Linked DNA regions of Macaca mulatta: region 2 is linked to region 1. A link is a contact called in public Hi-C data. All regions are on one chromosome and are shown on one strand. The core of a region is the stretch at or near the end of the contact, and the rest is flanking DNA. Distances in the headings are between cores, read along the strand shown. Region 1 holds the start of CYFIP2 (cytoplasmic FMR1 interacting protein 2). Region 2 holds the start of THG1L (tRNA-histidine guanylyltransferase 1 like).

The links. A called contact is a pair of places that touch in the nucleus more often than the background predicts.
Region 2: a Hi-C map of fetal cortex germinal zone shows a contact between it and region 1, with 4 times the contacts expected there. The contact joins the promoter of THG1L here to the promoter of CYFIP2 in region 1. A contact is called at or near these places in 2 of 14 Hi-C or Micro-C datasets (fetal cortex germinal zone and liver).

What each region holds. Positions count from the first base shown.
Region 1 is chr6:166,133,459-166,140,043 of T2T-MMU8v2.0, reverse strand. It overlaps CYFIP2 (cytoplasmic FMR1 interacting protein 2), which reads right to left and starts at 3,055. Exons shown (of 31, transcript NM_001194296.3): 1 at 2,942-3,055.
Region 2 is chr6:166,607,584-166,614,168 of T2T-MMU8v2.0, reverse strand. It overlaps THG1L (tRNA-histidine guanylyltransferase 1 like), which reads right to left and starts at 3,126. Exons shown (of 6, transcript NM_001194604.2): 1 at 2,814-3,126; 2 at 1,443-1,619. The coding sequence starts at 3,004.

The DNA.
Region 1 (6,585 bases), core at 1,806-4,305:
CACAGAGACCAACTTCCCTCAAAAAAGCAAAATTCAGGAAAGCTCTAGAGGGAGAGGGGCTGGTAACAGCCAAGAGTTGATTCCATACATGAGCCAAATTCTTAATGATTATGTAACGAATACATTATAACAATAAATATATAAATATGCTAGTACTTACTATGTGCTAAGCATTCTGCTCGGCACTTTCATGCACCCCTCGGGTAGTAAGAGCATCCAAAGATATACTAGTTCCTCCCCCGCCCCCATTCACTGCCTAGAAGGCAGCAGCCTGCCCCCCTCCTCCCACCATCTCACTACTGATGCAGGGGCCATCCCCTGGACCCTAGGCATGGCTTTGCTCCTCAGAATGACACGACCAAAGGCCTTTCATAAAGACTCCAGTGAGGTGACTGATGTCTGGCTTCGTCAATTACAAGTGAATAATTAATACTTGCCAGTAAAGAAATAGACTCATTGTTATGGTGGCCACCTGGAGGCTACAAAAGGCCATTTTGTGACACTCTTGGTGGACCCCTGGGGCCAACAGAGGTCCAAAGAAGCCGCCTTGAGAGTGTAGTCCAATCCTTAAACGTAGGGACTGGGGCCCGTACTGTTTTCCAGGAGCGCTTTTCCGTTAATTAGCTTGTTGCCTATTCATCTCATTCAGTTTTCTGGTCAATGACAGCAGCAGAGGCCCACTGAACATCAGAGAGGGCATGATTTATCAGAGGGGACATGTAGAGTTCTCCCAGGGCCTTTTACCAGTTTTTGAATTCATGTCTACTTCCTTCTCTGGGCCAGCATCTGATTTGAGTAAAATTCTCCAACCCCATTGGGTTGTACATTCGACTCTTGGCCTAATGCCTAAAGCAAGTTTTTCCTTTTTCATTTTTCAGCAGGGACTGAACAAGGCAGCCTTGGGTGCCTACAGAACCGGTCAGAACTGGCCAGGAAATATAATAAAGAAGCTTAGTGAGCAGAGAGCTAATGCCCCCAGCCAGAGGCTCAGTGTGTAGAACTATCTAGAGGCACTGACTTTGTAAGCAAACAACACTCTCTTCTTGAGGTCTAATAATTGCCTTGGCAAAGGGTAGCCAATGCCAACGAGGAACCCTGTGTACACAAGTTTCTCATCCTGAAAGTGGACACTGGGTGCTCAAAAAATGCCTTCCGGTGACAGTAACCCCTGACCAGTTAAACAAACATGCACTCATGCACACACATGCACACACACTCTTACAGCATTCCTGCCCCCAGGGCCAAAGCTGCCCTTGCCAAATACAGAGCTGACAGCTGCTAGATATTGTCATTTCAGGGACCTGTTCCCAAAAGAACTACCCAGCTCCCCACCTCCACTTCCAGCCCACTGTTTGAAATTCCACCATTAGCGATAGCAAATATTTCTACAGTGTTTCCCATTAAAGCTTTGTTTCCCATTAAAATGCCTCCATCCTCTGTTTATTTTCTGGTCAAATGACTTGTAAAGCACCTGCTCCGCATCAAATGCGAACTTCTTTTGTATTCAGCTCTTCAAGATAAACACAATCATTGGCTCCTTTCTTGAAAACAATTTCTGACACTGGAGACTGGGGGAAGAGCAGGGCACTGTATGGAAGTGGAGGTGGTAGGCCACCAGGAGGGCCACAAAGAGAGGGTCTAATGGTGGAGAAAGCAACCGTCAAGGCCTTCACAGACCTGCCCATAGATACGGACCTGATTTTTACCCTCTAAGATCTCAGGGACCCGGGTTGCTGGCACAGCCTGTATCCAAGAGAAAGGTGAGACCCACTGCCCTAACTGGGACACAGACAGGAGGCAGGAAATGGGAACACAGGAACCGACACTCTCCTGATTTGCCCCTCCTGCCAGCAGGACTGCCTCCGTCTCCCTGCCCATGCTGAGGGCACAGGCACCCAGGAACTAGCAGAAAAGGATCCTTGTCCCATTCTTGGCCTAGCTGGAAGGACAGCTGATGGCTCGTCGGGGCTGGTGAATGTTTCCACTGTGCTGGGGAAAGTAGGCAAGCAAAGGTCAAAATCAGATTCCCTGTGCTGGGGGGGCACCGGGGGGCTGTCAGTGTCCTTTCCAGCCGGGTTCTGGGTATAGAGGGCCATACTTCTGTGGACCATCCCCCATCCCCAAGCAGAGAGCACCTCCTCTTCTTTTGCACATAGGTGGGCTGTTCCTTGGGGTGACGGGTAGGGTTGTCTTGAAAAGCAGACGTCACAACAGACAGGTAAGCCTCTTCCTGGTTCCTCAGAGCTCAAGAAAAAACAATCTTTTCCCCCAGGAGTCAGCCCACTCATCCCCTTCCCCCACTTCCATCCTGCCCGCGGCCAGCCTGGAGAGCGATGCTAGTGTAGGCCAGAAAGCTTCCAAGCGGGTCAGACCTGCTTCTCTCTCATCAAAGCCCTCCGCCCCCAAACATCGCCGCTGCGCCCCTCGCCCCACCCATCACACGTTCTGTGTGCCCGAGGCGGCTGCCAGGCGGGCCCAGGCGGCTCTCGCTGGCCCTGGGGGAGGTGACGGTGGTCACAGAGGCAGAGGCAGGGGTCAGCGCTCTGCAGTACCTGGACCCGAGGATGTCGCCGCCGCCGGGCTCGCGGCCACCGCAGGTGTCTCCGGTCCCTGAGATTAGCACCGCCTCCTCCCGGGCTGGCGGCTCCGGCCCAGGCCGCGCACCTGCTGCTGCGGCTACCCCGCCGCTGCGCCGGAACTCCGCGATGTGCTCGCGCCTCCCGGGCAGAGGGTCGGTGCCGCGGGACGCACCGTGCGCCCGAGGGGGAAAGGGGCCGCGTGGGGCCTGAGGCCGGGCCTTGCGCTAGCCCGGGCGCAGCGCCGAGCGCCCCCCGCGGACCGGGAGAGGGGGCGGCCCTTCGCGCATCCTCACGGCCTCAACCCCGTCCCCGGCAGCATCCCGGTCCCCGTGCCCGGCCCAAGGCCTGCGAGCGCCGCTTACCTGGCTCTGCGGCGAGTTCAGGGGAGGGGCCCAAGGCTACCGCAGGGCCCCGCGCCGGGGCGCAGGATGCTCTGCCCCGCTCCGCTGCGCGGCGCTCGGCCCCGCCCCGACCCCGCCGCTCCGCCTGCCGCGGCTCCGCCCCCGCCCAGCGCCCGCCCCTTCTCTGCTGCGGCTGTCACACAAAGGGCAGGAAATGGCTGCGGCGAGGGGCTCTCGGCGCTCCCCGCTGTACCGCCGGCGCGCCCGGGACCTGCCCCTCGGGCTCAGAGGACAGCTCAGCACCCAGGCTTCCTGCCCTGGGGGCGGGAAAGGGAGGGAGGGCTTCTTCCACGGCCTCCATCACTAGGAACCACACCTGCAGCAACCCGAGAACGAGAGCTTCGGCCGCATTCGGATCTCTTTGGCCCCACATGATTTCCGAGTGCTCATTTATCAACCCAATCTTTATTGATTACCTATTCCGTTCCATGTACGGTGCCAGGACCTGGGTGTGCACTGGTGTACAAAAGACAGGGTCCCTGCCCCCGTGGAGTTTTATCACCTTCCAGGAGAGACGGGTGTACATTAACCCATCTAACGTCCAGTTACAGCCCAAAGTGCTGTGAGGAGAAGTAGCAGGGTCAAGTGACTGAAGATGCAACTGGGGCTAGGGGAGGGGGCCTTCCACCAGTTGAACCTGGACGCTGATGGGGCTTCTTCGCTCAAGAATAAGTTCTTCCCCTCCCTTCCAGTTCCCTGGAGAAGAGTCCCTGAAGCTGCCACCTCTTTAACAGGGGCCTGCCTCAACTTCATTCTGGAATTGCTTCACGGACAAATAGGCGACAGGAAGCACTGAAAGGACAGGTACCTTTCTCTTCAAGGCTTATCTGCCGTTACGGGCTCCTTAAAGAAGCGATTATCTGCCCACCGGTGGCTCACACCTGTAATACCAACACTTTAGTAGGCCGAGGAGAGAGGATCGCTTGAGCTCAGGAATTGGAGACCATCCTGGGCAACTCAACGAAACTTCATCTCTACTAAAAATTAAAAAAAAAAAAAAAAAAAAAAAAAAGATGGGTGTGGTGGCATGCACCTTTGGTCCCAGCTACCCAGGAGGCTGAGGTGGGAGGATTGCTTGAGCCTAGGAGATTGAGGCTACTGTGAGCTATGATCCCGCTGCTGCACTCCAGACTGGGTGACAGAGTGAGACTGTCTCACAAAAAAAAAAAAAAGAAAGAAAGAAAAAGAGAGAGAGAAGAGAAAGAACGAGAAAGAGAGAAAGAGGAGAAGAAAAGAAAGAAGAGAAAGAGAGAAAGGAAAGAGAGGAAAGAAAGAGAGAAAGAAACAATTCTCATTGAGATCCAGCCTGGTAGGCCTTCAGACCAGGCTGAAGTCAGGCTGCACCAAATTCTAACCTTGAGACACCTGAGCAGGTTACTTCACCACTCTGCTCCACAGAGGTCACCATATCTGCAACACAGGGAATGACGGTTGCCTTTTATACCTTACAGGGTAAACAATTTGAAAGCATTTAAGACATTGTGGAGTGTATGTAGACATAAGGAGTGGTTTCCTAGGGTCCACAAATTTATACTTAATCACTCAGCTATTCCTAATAAGGGCAATTTGTAGAGGAGCCCCGTTATTCAAGCTCCAGCAAAGGACTTGTAGAAGCCTTTGCTTGCCCTTACTGATCTCACCTTATTTCCCAAGTGCTCAGAATCCATGATTCCTTGTGGTTTGATCTTAAATCACTAATTCCAATTCAAATTGCTATTTCAGAAAAAAAAATGACATATATATATATATACACACATACATTTCTGTCCCTGGTTCTGTGTGAAAAGCTGTGGGAGTGTTTGTGAAGGATGGGTTTAAAAACAGAACCGAGGTTTCCTTTAAAAAATGTTTCATTTTCCACCGTGATCCTTGGGATTTCAAGTTCAATGATTACAAATACTTTACAATGAGAATCCCAATAAGTCAGGTTTTCATTCTAAGGGGCACATTATTTCAGATGGTATCGTTTTTTGGAAGACGTATTTCTCCCTGCTGTTCCTTCGCTGTCTTTTCACCTTCAGGAACAAGTTGCCTAAAAACAGAAAAGACTATTACATGTATATTTGGTTAGATCTTAAACAAAAATAACTCCCGGACCTCTGAGTTCTACTTGTGTAAAAAGGAGAGCAGTATGGTCTTTTGAAGCCACCGTGTTGGAAATCCAGAGGCTTGTCTTTTGGTCCTAGTTTTGCAACGAACAGAAGAATGATCTTAGGCAAGGAGCCTCACCTCTGTTTCCCCACCTATTAAATGAAGTAGGTTGGATGCACTCCAACATCCTTCTGAATGTGGAAAATTACATGAGTTAAAACAAAGGGCATGCCCCTCCCAGGCTTAAGGCACTTCCCTAGCTCCCCACTGCCCCCCGATGAAGCCCAGACTCTCTCCAGTGGCCAGAGAGTCGTCAAGAGCTGGCAGCTATCTCTCCCTGTGAACCAAGCTTGCTGTGCTTCAGCTAAAAGGAACAGCTTTTAGTTCCTCAAACTTGCTGTGTTCTTTGTTGTGCTTGACATTCGTACATGCAAGGCTTCCTGAATGGCCCTTTCTGTGCCGGCATTCCCTCCCTCCACATTCCACACTTTTTCCCAGTTTACCTGATGAAGTTCTGTTCGTCTTTCTGGTATCCCTTTAGATGCTGCTTCCTCCAAGATTCCTACATGTCTGGGTTAGCTTGAGATTGGTTGTCTATGTGCCCTTAGCTGCCTGGGCTCCTTCTATCATCCCACGTATTAATCTGTGATATAATTGTCAATACACTTGCCTGTATTCCACCATGAGACCATAAAATCTAACGGAGCAGGGATATGTCTGTCTTGCTTTCCCATTGCATCCTCGGAGTTCAGTAAAAATGGATGGAATGAACACCCATAGATGACATTTTTAAACTTTGCCACTGAAATGTATAGCTATCTGTCTACTGCCTTCAGATTTCCTTCACATCCAACCCCAAGCTGTGCCATCAGCAATGAAATGGTAGACGATATCAATAAGAATTGCTTTGGTACTTGCAAAGCTGTGGCCCATGTGTCGTCCATGTGGCAACATTGCCTTGTGTTTTAGAAAAGTTTCAAGTTATAATTCCAGCACTTTGGGAGGCTGAGGCAGGTAGATTGCCTGAGGTCAGGAGTTTGAGCCCAGCCTGGCCAACATAGTGAAACCCCATTTCTACTAAAAGTACAAAAAATTAGCTGGGCATGGTGGTGGGCGCCTGTAATCCCAGCTACTCAGGAGGGTGAGGCAGGAGAATTGCCTGAACCCAGGAGGTGGAGGTTGTGGTGAGCCAAGATCACGCCATTACACTTCAGCCTGGGCAACAAGAGTGAAACTCCGTTTCAAAAAAAAAAAAAAAAAAAAATTTAAAACTATCAGGAGACCCTGCTTTATAGACACCATTAATGAAGTATCTGGAATGGGCATGAAGGGAAAACATAAATAATAATAATAACAATAATGGCTAACATTTACCAAGTACATTATCTCATATAATCTTTCACAATTTTTCTATGAGGAAAATATAATCATTTTTCCCATTTTTATAATTGAGGCAATTAAGATTTAATAATTTGCCCAAGGTAGTGAAGTCAAACCCATGCTTTTTACCACAA
Region 2 (6,585 bases), core at 1,877-4,376, 470 kb before region 1:
TACCACAGAGAGATAATACAAACTGCCCAGAAAGCCAGGAGATGAAATGCATTTGGCTAAGAAACACCATTTTAATACCTTGGTTCTGTATTTTTTTTTTTTTTCTTTTATTGGGACAGTCTTGCTCTGTTGCCTGGGCTGGAGTGCAATGGTGCCATCTTGGCTCACTGCAAACTCCGCCTCCTGGGTTCAAGTGATTCTACTGCCTCAGACTCCCAAGTAGCTGGGATTACAGGCGCAGGCCTCTATGCCCAGCTAATTTTTGTATTTTTAGTAGGGATGGGGTTTCACCATGTTGGCCAAGCTGGTCTCAAACTTCTGACCTCAAGTCATCTGCCCGCCTCGGCCTCCCAAAGTGCTGGGATTACAGATGTGAGTCATCACACCCGCCAGTTACATATTTTAAATGCAGCCTGCCTCTCCTTCCAGTTCTATTAAGTAATCTACCGATACTAAATTTTTCCCTATAGGATGTGATATGAATTTATGATTCAAGGGGTATCTTTTTATTTTATTTTATTTTATTTTATTTTTTAAAAGATGGAATCTCTCCATCCCCCAGGCTGGGGTGCATTGGCACAATCATAGCACACTGCTGCCTCAAATTCCTTGGCTCAAGGGATCCTTCTGCCTCAACTTCTTGAGTAGCTGGGAATATAAGCACATGCCACTGAGCCTAGCTAATTTTTAAATTTTTTGTAGAGATGAGGTCTCACCATCTTGCCCAGGCTGGTTTCAACCTTCTGGGCTCAAGTAATCCTCTCCCTTGCCCTCTCAAAGCGTTCGGATTACAGGCGTGAGCTACCATGCTTGACCTGTTTGTGTGGACGGAAACCATTGTTGTAAAAAAAAATGCCAATTCAGGCTGGGCATGGTGGCTCACGTCTGTAATCTCAGCACTTCGAGAGGCCAAGGCAGGAGAATTGCTTGAGGCCAGGAGTTTGAGACCAGCCTGGGCAACACAGAGAGACCCCACCTCTATTAAAAAAAGAAAGAAAAAACCAATTCATTGTATGATTTATTTCCCATACAGCATTTCAAAATACTGCCAAATCAAATATCAGATTTGTCTATTTTATAATGAGATCCCCCTTAAGGAATAGTGTAATGCAATGTATGTAGAGACTATCACCGGCTAAAGCCAACCTATGAATTGTGAATATTACATTCTTATGGTCTCTGTTTCTAATCTTAATGTTCAATGCCAGGTCAGTCTAGAAACTAGTCTTATGGGGCATGAGGGGGAAGAATCAGATAAAGAGGCACACAGAATGCTTGGCTATCAGATGGAAGTACAACAATCTAAACAGGAAATATACATGCACTCTGCAGTTACAAATACTGCAGACATCATCTGTAGCCTGTAAGTCTGCGATTAAGATAAACAAAACCAAATGCTGGTAGGAAATATTCTGAAGAAAGGAGGAAGCTCATGGAATTACCTGGCTCTTCTTTTAAACCAATTGGTTTTCCGCTTGAACACAAAGCTGTACTCATCACTCTGTCCATATGCAATCACAATATCCTCTAGTTCTTCCATCACAGTCTGGGCACATTTGGTCATCAGGTGGAGAGCACGGCTGTCATTAGGTTTTGCAAAGTTGTGCTTCTCAGCAAACCTTCGTAGGGGGAAGAGAAAAGGGAAGAAAGCATGGATGGAAGCCTGTCATTAACAACAAGCTCTGTTGCTAGATAACAGAGGCTGTTTGGAGGAAGATAATGTAACAGCACTGTGAACCCAAATGCTCAACTAGCCACAACCTGACCCATTTCCTTAAGAACTTAGTTTTTTTCCTGCCCTGAAATTGAGAAAAACAGACATAAATGCTAAGCCTCAACTCTCCTTTCTGTGAAATGGGAATAAAAGAATATTTACCTCATTGGGTTGTCCTGTAGAGGGAAGATAAAAGCAATCATACCTAGCTCCTAGTAAGTGCTCAATAAATGTTAGTTATAATGATCATTAATAATGCAGCCCTTTTTAAAAATTAAATTCCCATCTTTCTGTTATATTTTTCTCCCCCTCCCTCTTTTTCTGAGACAGGGTCTTGCTCTGTCACCCAAGCTGGAGTTCAATGGTCCGATCACCGCTCACTGCAGCCTTGACCTCCCAGGCTCAAGCGATCCTCCCACCTCAGCCTCCCGAGTAGCTGGGACTATAGGTGTGCACCACTGCGCCTGGCAAATTAAATTTTTTTTCTTTTTCTTTCTTTCTCTCTTGCTTTTCCTTCTCTCTCTCTCTGTTTTTGTAGTGGCAGAGTTTCAGAAACAACAACAACAACAAAAACCTGGTCTCCAACTCCTGGCCTTTAGTGATCCTCCTGCCTTCCGCGCCCAGCCTTCTCTTTTTTTCTGACTCTCTGTTGAAAATAATCCATGTGGCCTGTTACTAATAATGAAGCACAGACATAAGTATTGCCCACAAGCAAGGCTTACACAGACTTCTGAACAGTCAGCATTCAAAGATATCTAACAGAAAGCTAGGCGATTGGCTTAAGAGCTTAAATACTGTGCATGAGAGTGACTTTTAACAACATGTCCTTGCTAACAGGTCTCTGTTCACTTAACACGGGCACTCCAAGCGGGATCCTCATCAGGGGAGCACGTCGCCCATTCAATTACGCTAACAGCCAGCGTTCAAGCACTGTCCTAGCCAACACGCAGGGCGGGGCGATGCTCCATGCTGCGCACTCATTGGCTACCGCGTTACCCCGGTAACCGTGACTGGGGCTGCCGGGACGATTTGGAAGGGTAGAAGCCGGATTTCCCAGAAGCGCTGGCGCACCGCGACGCCCCGGGCCGAGCTCGCTCACCGATGGAAATTTCTGCCGTCCAGCCGCACTACCACCCAGCAGTGGGCCAGGCAGGTGTCGTCAGCCTCGAAGTCCCTCACGTACTCGAACTTGCTTTTTGCCATGGTCGCCCCCAATCTCAGGCACCGTCTCAGAGTGATGGAAGTGGTGGCCAAGTAATCGTGAACCTTAACTTTACAGGCGGCCCACATTCTCCACGCGGAAGGGAAAGAGCCAGATAGCCCCGCCCCGGAAGTGTTCTCTTCGCGGCCGCTCTAGCCGTAGGGCGGTCATAGTCTCTCTCGCCTCTCCCTGTAGTTCTTAACCTCTCGGGGGAAGAGGATGGAGGTTTAGGTTCCTCCTTTAGCACTTCCCACGCCTGCTTCTTCCTCGTCCCTTCCTGCGGCAAATCACTCTCACGAGGTTTTTAAAAATTATTTTTTATCTGCTGGTCTTGACTCACCAGCGAAATCAGTGTCCCCGTTAGTGCCCAGATCAAAATCATACCCCTACCTAAGAAAAAAAAAAAAAGTTCTTTTTCTGACGTTTGAAGGTGTAGCTGTGATACATCCCCTTTTCTTAGTGGCATTTATTAACTCGTTGTAGAAAATCTGGAATACACGAAAAGTACAGTTAAGAAAATTAACACTTTGTTTCTCCATCTTCCCCCTCAAAGCATTGTGGATGATTCCTTTCAGTCTTTTTTCTTTTTGTGTATGTAGGTTTACACACGAAATGCACAAGATTGGAATTATTCACGTATACAATGTTTATATATTTTCCATTCAGCTTGAGCATTTGCCAATATCAATTATTCCAAAGTATGATTTTTAAAAGCAAAATGAACTCAATATTCCAACATATGGGTATACTAAATTTATTCAACTTTTTCATCATTAAATAATCACAGAACCAGTGTTTGATATCTTGTTGCTGGTGGATAATAGTAACAATAACATCCTAATATTTGTGTCATATTTTGTGATTTACAAAGCACTTTCAAATGCATTACCTACTTGCTTTTTTTTTTTTTTTTTCATCCTCAAGAAAGATATTCAGGCCAGGCACGGTGGCTCACGCCTGTAATCCCAGCACTTTGGGAGGCAGAGGCAGGAGGATTGCTTGAGCTCAGGAGATTCATACCAACCTTGGCAACATAGCAAGACCCCTGTTCCTAAAAAAAAGAAAAAAATGATCCAGGCGTGGTAGCCCATGCCTGTAGTCCTAGCTAGGGGACGATGAGGTGGGAAGATACTTGAGGCCCGGACTTCGAGACTGCAGTGACCCATGATTAGCCACAGCACTCCAGCCTGGGCGGCAGAACAAGAATCTGACTCTAAAGAAAAAAATATTCAAACAATATAAATCCTTTTATATGTAGTGAAAAGTCTTTCACTGATTCTTAACAACATACTTTAGGCAGTAACTGTTACCAGTTTTTTGTGTATCCATGCAGGGATCTATATCAGTATGTGTGTATATCCTCTTAATAGTACCACAAATGGTAGTCATCATCTCCTTTGATGCTCACAGTAACATCAGAGGGATGTAAAAGAGGAACTGGGATTTCACCTTTACGAAGGGGAAATCTGAGACTCAAAGAGAAAAAAGTAATTTACATAAGGTCACATATGTGGCAGGACCAAGACAAATTATGACATCCTGCATCTTTTCTTTGTTTGTGTTGCTGTGAAGTCAGTTTTCTGTAGGTGATCATTCCTCGCCTTTTACTTCCACAAACTCCTCTCTCCAAGCTGACCAGGAGACAACCAAATCTTACCTCCTCTAGGAGCCCTACTTTAATTAGGTGAATTTTTCAAAATTACTTATCAATATGAATTCATGATTTTTAATTTTTTTATTTGTATGTTTTCGAGACAGAGTCTCACTCTGTCACCCAGGCTGGACTACAATGGCATGATCTCAGCTCACTGCAGCCTAGACCTTTTGGGTTCAGGTGAACTTCCCATCTCCCTTCCTAGTAGCTGGGACTAGAGGTGCATGCCGCCACACCCGCCTAATTTTTGTATATATATATTTTTTGTAGAAACGGGGTTTCCCCATCCCCACCCTACAGTGGGAGATGAGACTCGCATCAGGGATGGACTGATTATAAAATAAGCCAAGTGGCTTTGGGTTGCTTTGCAGTGAAATGTGTAGTAGAAGCACTACACCGTCTTCTCTCATAGCATCTATATGTTTGTTACATAAGTTAAGCATTAAAATAAAAGCATAGCAAGGAGGTCTTAAGATGCTAATCTGCCCTTTAGTAAAAGGGTTATAAAAGGTTTATAAAGTTTTCACCTCATGGTCAAATTGGTTAGGATTAAATGGAATAATCTATAAGGTTTCATGTAAATGAATTGGGGTTAACATTAATAAACTAATGCAAGGGTAAAATTTTGCTTTGAACAAAATTTTCATGTCATAGTATAGGCTAATGAAAGGTTTTTGCCTTTTGAGTCATCATTTTGGCAAAATAATTTATGGCAATCTGGAAATTGTCCTTCCTGATGCCTGGCTTTTTGGCTGGTTCAGAGGACTCCAAAACATTTAGAAAAGAGGTAAATAGGATCATTTGATATGTTTAGTCACATGAGATTGCCAAAATGATATCCAATCTTCTTTAAGTTATATTTTGATGAATAATACTAATATATGTTACAAAATTGTATGGGATTTCTAAAATTCTAATGTCTAAGTATATGCTATCAATCATAATTAAAGGTAAAGTTATTGTAAACCATGAAGATAAACTCTCAGTCATATTTTTAACCATAAAAATGGTTAAATTTGTCATTCACAGACAATTTGTCTTTCACAAATAGAAATTTGTCATTCACAGACAATTGTTGTCTTGCTTTGTTCCTTCTCACAAGATGGTTTATAATCAAGCTATATAAAGGATTTTAACAGGTGTTCTCAAATGCACTTTTTAAATAGCTTTAAAAATTGTAACATTGAAATAAAGAACGTAGGGACTCATAAAGAACTGACATGTTGACAATTATCAGGCAAAATCAATGTTAACTAAGTGGCTACACTCAGAAAGTTAAAGCAATCTTTTTAACTTGCTTGGAATATTGCTGATCTTTGTTTTGATTTTCAGAGTCAAGGAAAGTTATTTTAAACTATTTATGGCCTTTAATAATTGAGTAAGTTATACTCATGTGAAGAAAATTTGGAGCATGTTTATTTTTCTCTGCCTGGTTCCTCTAGAATTTGAAAACTATCTGTGAGTACTCTTAACTTATGGCAATATAGTTGTTTACCTCAGTGCAATAAGAATCCATTTTTCTTTGTCAACAGGACAAAATTGGAAAAACTTGTTATTTTACCAGGAATTTGACTGAAAGGGTGTGTTTCCCTTTAAGGAATCAAGCTTGACATGTAAAGCCAATAAAAGCCCCTTGGGGAAAACTGGCCTCATACCTTGCCTACACAGTCCCCACACAGGGTTCCTAACCTGTGGTTAGTAAAGAATGTCACTTTCTAACCAGTCTGGAAGCTCTGAGTTTATCTTGGGACCTCAAGAGGAGAGGATCACCCAACTCACAGGTATTAGGGGATAAAAACCCATGGCTGGGCTCGACTTTAAAAGTCTTATCTGAAGGCCGGGCACAGTGGCTCACACTTGTAATTCCAGCACTTTGGGAAGCTGAGGCGGGTAGATCACCTGAGGTCAGCAGTTCAAGACCAGCTTGGCGAATATGGTGAAACCCTGTCTCTAGTAAAAATACAAAAAGTAGCCAGGCATGGTGGCAGGCGACTGTAGTCCCAGCTACACAGGAGG